Regions from separate parts of the Mus musculus genome. Here region 1 is linked to region 2. A link is a contact called in public HiCAR-type data. All regions are on one chromosome and are shown on one strand. The core of a region is the stretch at or near the end of the contact, and the rest is flanking DNA. Distances in the headings are between cores, read along the strand shown. Region 1 has its middle 14 kb from the start of Rbm17. Region 2 has its middle 26 kb from the start of Prkcq.

Region 1 (3,987 bases), core at 578-3,077, 470 kb before region 2:
CCTAGGTAGGTGGGACTGTGTGCCCCTGTGCTCCTGGGTGGCCTTCATGTCTGCTATGCTTGCCCTTTCACTCAGTGACTACATGCTAGCACTTTGATGATCCACAGCCATGACTGACACACCATGGTGTTTTCTGCTGAATTGTTTTAGTATGCTTTTCGTGGTGGAAGCTTTCTGGAATCAAAGACATGAGACACAAAGGTGTTCATGCCCCCACAAAGCATAGCTTCTTTCAATCTGCCCATGTGAAGGACTGTCCTTCTAGGCCATCCCAGGTGCAGCTGTAAGGCCCCCTGCAGCCTATTTCCATGTGATTACATGTTGGGTGGCATGTTGGGGGTGGTGGGGAATGTGGATGCCAGAAGTTGACTGTATTGCTTGATTGTAATCCTCTTTAGTTATTAAGTTTTTCACTGAACCTTAGTATGGTCCAGTTAGCTGGCTTATCCCAGCAATCCCCTGTCTCCTCCCAAGTGCTAGGATTATAGGAGAACCACCACACCCAGTGGGCTTTTACATGGGTGAACTCTGGTCGTCATGTTTTCGTAGCAAGTGCTGTGTCTTTGAGCCATTTCCTCTGAGCCCAATATATCAATATGTTAGACTCAGACTTGAACATTGTTAGTAATAAAGATACATAGAGCTAGGAGATAGCTGCATGGGTAACGTGCTTACTGCACAGGCGGAGGGCCCTAATTTAATTCCCTAGACTCGAATAAAAAGCCTAGTGTGGTGGCATGTGCCTGTCATACCCATGCTAGCGGTGGCTCACTGGCCAGCCAGTCTAGCTGAATTGGTAGGTCTAGGTAAGTGAGAAATCCTGTCTCAAAAAAGAAAGAACAAAGATAGAGAGTGACCGAGGAAGACATCCAACATTAATTCACATCCCGCCCCTCCTGCCAGGAAGTGAACAGCCCTCCTCTGCTGAGCACCCACCAATATGTCTTATTATACCTCTAAAGCACTAGAGCCAACCAGCTGTGAACCCAGACTTTCAACCCTGCAACCCAAAGCAAACCTTTTGTCTCTTTAAGCTTATTATCTCAGGTATTTGTTTATAGTAACAGAAAGCAGATGAACATCACTATCTCTCATAAGCTCGGAAAGAAGTCAAACCCAGGACCTGTGGAGTTGGTCATTTATGAACTTTGACCAAAACTTCCCAAAGTTGTCCTTTCTTCATTTGTGAATGAGTAACAGCTCTTGGAAGAAATAAATTAAATATGTAACTCCTTCCTTCTGGGGTTTGGTGTGTACAGAGGGCTTGATAATGGCCTCATTTGTTAAAGTGGGGATAAGGAGAGAGTTCCAGTGAGACTCTACACTGAAAACTAAACCTGGCAAGGTCAGAAACATGCCTGGGAGAGAGCAACAGTGCCATGCTCCTCATAAAATTGTCTTCCCATAAATCAGCTGAATGTACAGACCAACCACACCAGCCTCTGCCAGGCAGAGCTTGGTTCTCATTACAACTCAGTACTCACCATTTGTATAACTTCAGGGAGTTCTCTAACCTCCATGTGACTGGGAATAAATATGACGGCTGATGCTAAGGTTCCTAGCTGCACTCCCCTGCTACCGTTTTAACCACGTTTTAACGTCTGAGCCAGAGCCATGCCATCTTGCATCATTTCTGCCCCAGAGAGTGAGAAGTGTGTGACTCAAAGGGTTACTAATCCCTCGAAACCCTCAGATGACAGATAAACCCATTTCCCGATCATGCCCCACCTTGGCTTACATTGGCTTTGATGACCTGATCACATACTCTGGGGACCACATGAAGGTCGACATTCAGAGCTGTACTACCCATCAAAGACTTGCTTCTGTTCATGTGTATTGCGGATGAGGTAAATGACACTAGGGGAAGGATGACGGACCTCCATGCAGACATCACTCAGACCAAGTGCCTTCTTATGCTGTTTGAGGGTGGGAACCTCATGATTAGAAGGATGAAGACATTTATCATGTCACTTTAGGTGTATGCATACAGGAGCTTGGAATTAAAAATAGCCTCACATAAGGCACATAACTTGTAAGAGTGGCCAACCAATGACTGGTTCAGTGTGAGACCCATACCATGAGAGGGAGCCCACTCCTGACACTGTCTGTATGGCCAGGATCCAGAGGCTGGATAGCCCTGAGACCTAGCACAGAAGGAAACATAACTGGGGTGGGGGGAAGACAATAAAAGGATTCCTAATGGTGTTCTACTGTACTTGTAGACCTGAAGCTAGCACAATCACCATCAGAGAGGCTTCATCCAGCAAGAGATGGGAGCAGATGTAGGGACCCGCAGTCAAACATTAGGCGGACCTTGGGGAATCCTACAGAGGAGAGGAAGGAATAAGGATTGGAGGAGCCAGTGGGGTCAAGAACCCCACAAGAACACAGCCCAGAGAATCAACTAAGCAAAGCTGAAAGGTGCTCATAGAGACTGAAGCAACAAGCAGAGAGCCTGCATGGGTCTGAACTAGGTCCTTTATATGTGTATTATGGTTGTGTAGCTTAGTGTTCTTCTATGACTCTTAACAGTGGGAAAAGGGACAGTCTCTGACTCTTTTGCCTACTTTTGGGACCCTTTTCCTCGTACTGGGTTGCCTCATCCAGCCTTGAAATGAGGGTGTGTTCTTAGTCTTACTATGACTTGTTATGAGGGGTTCAGTTGCTATACCTGGAAGGCTTGCTCTTTTCTTTTATTTTTATTAGATATTTTCTTTATCTCCATTTCAAATGCTATCCCAAAATTTCTCTATACCCTCCCCCCACCCTGCTCCCCTACCCACACACTCCCACTTCTTGGCCCTGGCTTTCCCCTGTACTGGGGCATATAAAGTTTGCAAGACCAAGGGGCCTCTCTTCCCAATGATGGCCAACTAGGCCATCTTCTGCTACATATGCAGCTAGAGATATGAGCTCTGGGGGTACTGGTTAGTTCATATTGTTGTTCCACCTATAGGGTTGCAGTCCCCTTCAGCTCCTTGGGTGCTTTCTCTAGCTTCTCCATTGGGGGCCCTGTGTTCCATCTTATAGATGACTGTGAGCATCAACTCCTGTATTTGCCAGGCACTTGTAGGTGTGCCCTTTTAGGGGGAACTCTACAGGTCTAGTGGGTCTAGTGACAAAATTTTAAATGTCCAAAAACAGTCTTCTAAAAATAACAGCATTTTTTTATGAGTTGTATATGCATAAACCATTGCAAATTTGAGAATTTACAGTATCTGAGGGATGAACAATTTTAAGTAATTGTAAGCTCTGAGATATATATTGATAAATATACAAATTAAAGCTTGATTATTCAACATTTTAAAACACCATCTACAGTACACAATTTAATTATCTGTTCTGAAGCAGGAGGAAACTCAAAAGAATAAGCATGTGATTCAATTCACATGTACTTTTCTCCCATAGAAGGGTTGTTTTTAAACACAGTAAATGGGATGCATGCATGCATGAATTTATAGAAGGTACAAAAGCATGCATAAAAACAATTTTTAACTTATCTTTAGGATGATGACTATCAATTTTATTTAAAATGATGGTATGCGATAGGACAAATATCAATATTCTGCAATAATCAATTTAATTGCTATTTGGAACAAGGAACAGACACTTTGTCGGGTTTTTAAGACACAATTTTTTGATATAGGTTTTCTAAAATATATGAATTTATCTTACAGTTCTTAATTAGCACCACAGAAGCCTTAATAGGATGTTAAAACTTTACTTTGAAAGCCGGTGGCGCACGCCTTTAATCCTAGCACTGGGGAGGCAGAGGCAGGCGGATTTCTGAGTTCGAGGCCAGCCTGGTCTACAAAGTGAGTTCCAGGACAGCCAGGGTTATACAGAGAAACCCTGTCTCGAAAAACCAAAAAAAAAAAAAAAAAAAAAAAAAAAACCTTTACTTTGAGGTGAAGAAAAATGATTTTACATTAATGTTTTCTTTTGCCAAAGAATTGCTATAGGCACATTTAATAACTATAACTAAAA
Region 2 (3,521 bases), core at 363-2,862:
CACCATAATGAATAGTTATGATGGTTTCATGTATATGTACAGTGTTTTTTGTTCATATTTACTCCATTACTCCATCTCGTCACCTTCCTGTTCCTGATGATCCCTTCAATGAGGCTCAGTCTAAGAGATAAGTGGAAGTCCCCCATATTTAAAACAAATGTGTTGATGGAAAGAGGACCAAAGGGCTTCGAGAGAACACTTTGCATTCTGGGAGCTGCTGGGAACAGGTGTCTTGCAGTGACAGTAGTGAGTTAATGGGACTTTAACTGGGATCACACGAGTATTGTTTCCCTGGAATAGAATATCAGCTACAGCAATGGAATCTCCCACATGGGGGATATACATTACACGCTAGCGATTGCTAACTGGATTTTAGGATACTGTGTTAATCTTTGTAAAGCTTCATTTTACAGCAAAGGATGTTGTCAAGATGAGCTTTGACCTCGTCTTGGCTGTCTCCTGTGTCCCCTTGGTGCTATCACCCAATGGGATTCAGAAGCTGTCCTCCTTTCCTCAGACCCATGGTGCTGATCAAATAGTGTTAGTTTGTGAAAACCTTGGAGATTTCAATATGAGTCTTTAAGAAGAAAGCTAGGATCAATAATGATACTGATAATCTCTACTGCACCATTTACACAAAATGTCCAGAATAGTTAAACCCATAGAAAACAAAACAGGAGATTATCAGTTCTCTAAGAGTGATCACAGAAGAAAAAGAGACACAACTTATTCAAATGTAATAAAAATATTCAAAAATTAATTGTGGTGATGGTTGCCCCAAACAGAACACATAGAAAATCATTATATTATACACATCAAATGCATTCTTCTCATGATAAATAAATTGTGTTTCAATAAAGTGGTTACTATCCAAAATAAATAATGAAATAAGGGGTGTTGAAATTTATATAATGCCATGAAGTGGTGGCATAAATCAGGCTAGGCCACATATTTGATCATATGAAAGGTGGCAGTCCTTATGAGAAGAAGAAGACTTAATGAGGCAGAGGGATGGAAATCCTCTGGGCATGAAGAAGTGGAAATGCTTTGTAGGGAGAAATTAGTCCAAGTGTTATAATGTGTGAGGGTCAGAAATCTGGACTGATCTGGACTTTAGTTCAGGAAGATGGGGAGGTAGAGCCGGCTCATGGCATGGACCCCTAGCTTGTGGCTCCTAGTCACCTGTCCTTCCCTGGGGTCAGGCAGCTGGCTGAGATCTACATTATAGTGATTACCTCATCCTTATGTCTGCTCAGAGTTCCAGGGAACTGGATGAAACACTGGGTAAACTTGGTAAAAATAAGAGTTCTATAGGTTAGCTGGCAAGATGCTAAAGATTTTCACTTTGACATGTTCATTTAGTTTTGCAATTTCTGTTCTGTTGTTTGGCTTACATTCAATGTTTTAATTTGTTAGAATTTACATCTGCAAACATATACAAGGGTCTGAGTGGAGACTTTTCAAAATAAGATATGAGAAGAAAGAGGCAACGTCTGCGTGTAGACCTATAGACATTTCTGATAATTTGGGGACATGATGAGCAACTGCCAACGTGTGAGTCATTCCACTGTATCAGTACAACAAAGGGCTCACAAGAAAGAAATCTGTGTGTTCACATTTACAATGGAAACTACTCATCAATGGACTGTATGGGTCATTGAAGGTGTCTTACTCCTTTTAGCATCCTTCCTTGAAAACAACTTACAGATGCAGGCATGGCTCCTGCAAAATTAAGTTCATTTTGCTACAAAATTGGATGGATGAATGTGCTAATTGGTTGAAATAACCATTGGGCTCTAAAAACAGTACAAAAGCACTTGTTAAAAAGAGTCACTTTTAGCTTGCAGCCAACCTTTGGACTGAGTGTGGGTTCCCCAATAGAGGAGTTAGAGAAAGGACCGAAGGAGTTGAAGGAAATTGTAACCCCACAGGAAGAACAACAATATCAACCAACCAATCCCCAACCAACCAGGGACTAAGCCATCAACAAAGGAGTACACATGGCTGCAGCTGCATATGTAGCAGAGAAAGGCCTTGCCATGCATCAATGGGAGGAGAGATCCTTGGTCCTATGAAGGCTCCATAGATACCCCAGTGTAGGGGAACTGAGTGTGGGGAGGTGGAAGTGGGTGGGTGTTTGAAGAAACACCCTCATAGAAGCAGTGGGGGAGGATGGGATAGGGGTTTTGAGGGGCAGGGGGCTGAGAAAGGGGATAACATTTGAAATGTAAATAAAGAAAATATCAAAAAAAAAAGAGTGTGTGGAAGGTATTGTGGGTGATAGGTGAGAAGTGACAGTTGACTCACTGCAGAAACAAAACAGAACCAAACCAAACCAAACAAAACAAAAAAGAGCCACTTTTAGAGAGGAATGTTTCTTGAGGTAGGTTAGTATCTAGGAGTAAAATTCACCAGCCCCAAAGGGAAAAGTTACATATCACGCTATTAAGTGCTGTGCTCTTAAACAGTGTATGTTGATATAGTGATGCTGTAACGGTGATGCTGATATAGGTTGCTACCTCATCTATCTTGATTTGCGTTAGGTCCTTTGTAAGAGCAATGGTTAAGAGTGATTCTCAGCTTCATAAGATCTAGAATGTAGAAGACAGATCTCTGGAGTGTCTTTGAGATAGTTTCTAGACTGAGGTAATTGAAGGTGGAAAACCCATCCTGACTGTGAGTGACACCCTCCCATGGGGTGACTATAAAGCGGAAAGAAGTTGGTAACTACGAAAACCACCATGCCACCATTGTATCAGTAGGCATGTCTTGCCAAGCCAAATATTACTATATCTCACAAAGTTTATATCTGAGCAAGGCTGTTGATAAACTTTTCTCCCCTGGGAGTCTACATAGTCTTCCAGTACTATAAAAGAAAGCTGTCCAAAGTAAGAGAAGGTTTCCAGGTTAGTACCATTTTCCAGTCCTGTGACAAAAGTGTGTATCCATCTCTCTTGAATAAAAAGGGGGACACCTGATGAGCAGCAGCTGGCACGTCTCTCTGCTTCCTGACTGCAGATGTCTTGTCCTGTGACCTTTGGCTCCTCGTGTTCCGTCTGACACACATTCCCCACTATGTATGAAGGACTGTATCTTTAAACTGTAGCCAAAATACACTCCTACTAAAATACACTTCTACTAAAATATATTTCTACTCCCGTAAGTAGCCTTTCTTAGGTATTTTGCTGCAGCAACAAGAAGAGTGACAGATGAAGTAAGCTTTAGGGTGAAAAAACTCAATTCATTCTTTCTTAATAACCTACCAGAACTTGAGGGCAAGACCCACTTTAACACACACCCACTTTAACTAGTCACAGGACCAGGAAGTATCAAGCAGGTACTAACCTGGAAGTCTCCTCTTGATGGACAGCTTATGCAGCATTTCAAGGTACAATGCAGACTGCCAGGGGAGAAAAGTTATCCCCAGCCTTGCTCAGAGACAAACTTTGTGAGATACAATAATATCTGGCTTGGCACGACATGTCCACGGGTGCAATGGCGGCCCAGCATTTTCAGTGGTA

The links. HiCAR-type assays count read pairs that join an accessible place to other places.
Region 1: a HiCAR-type map of Th17 cells shows a contact between it and region 2, with 7 times the contacts expected there. The contact joins two enhancer-like sites.

The regions. Positions count from the first base shown.
Region 1 is chr2:11,614,786-11,618,772 of GRCm38.p6, reverse strand. No RefSeq gene overlaps it. Among named protein-coding and RNA genes, the nearest start is that of Rbm17, 14 kb to the right of the region's middle. Within about 2 kb of position 1,827, at least 18 of the 459 cell types and tissues checked have an H3K27ac peak or open chromatin away from gene starts, as enhancers often do. A contact at or near this core is called in Th17 cells, where this site is marked.
Region 2 is chr2:11,144,917-11,148,437 of GRCm38.p6, reverse strand. No RefSeq gene overlaps it. Among named protein-coding and RNA genes, the nearest start is that of Prkcq, 26 kb to the left of the region's middle. Within about 2 kb of position 1,612, at least 4 of the 459 cell types and tissues checked have an H3K27ac peak or open chromatin away from gene starts, as enhancers often do. A contact at or near this core is called in Th17 cells, where this site is marked.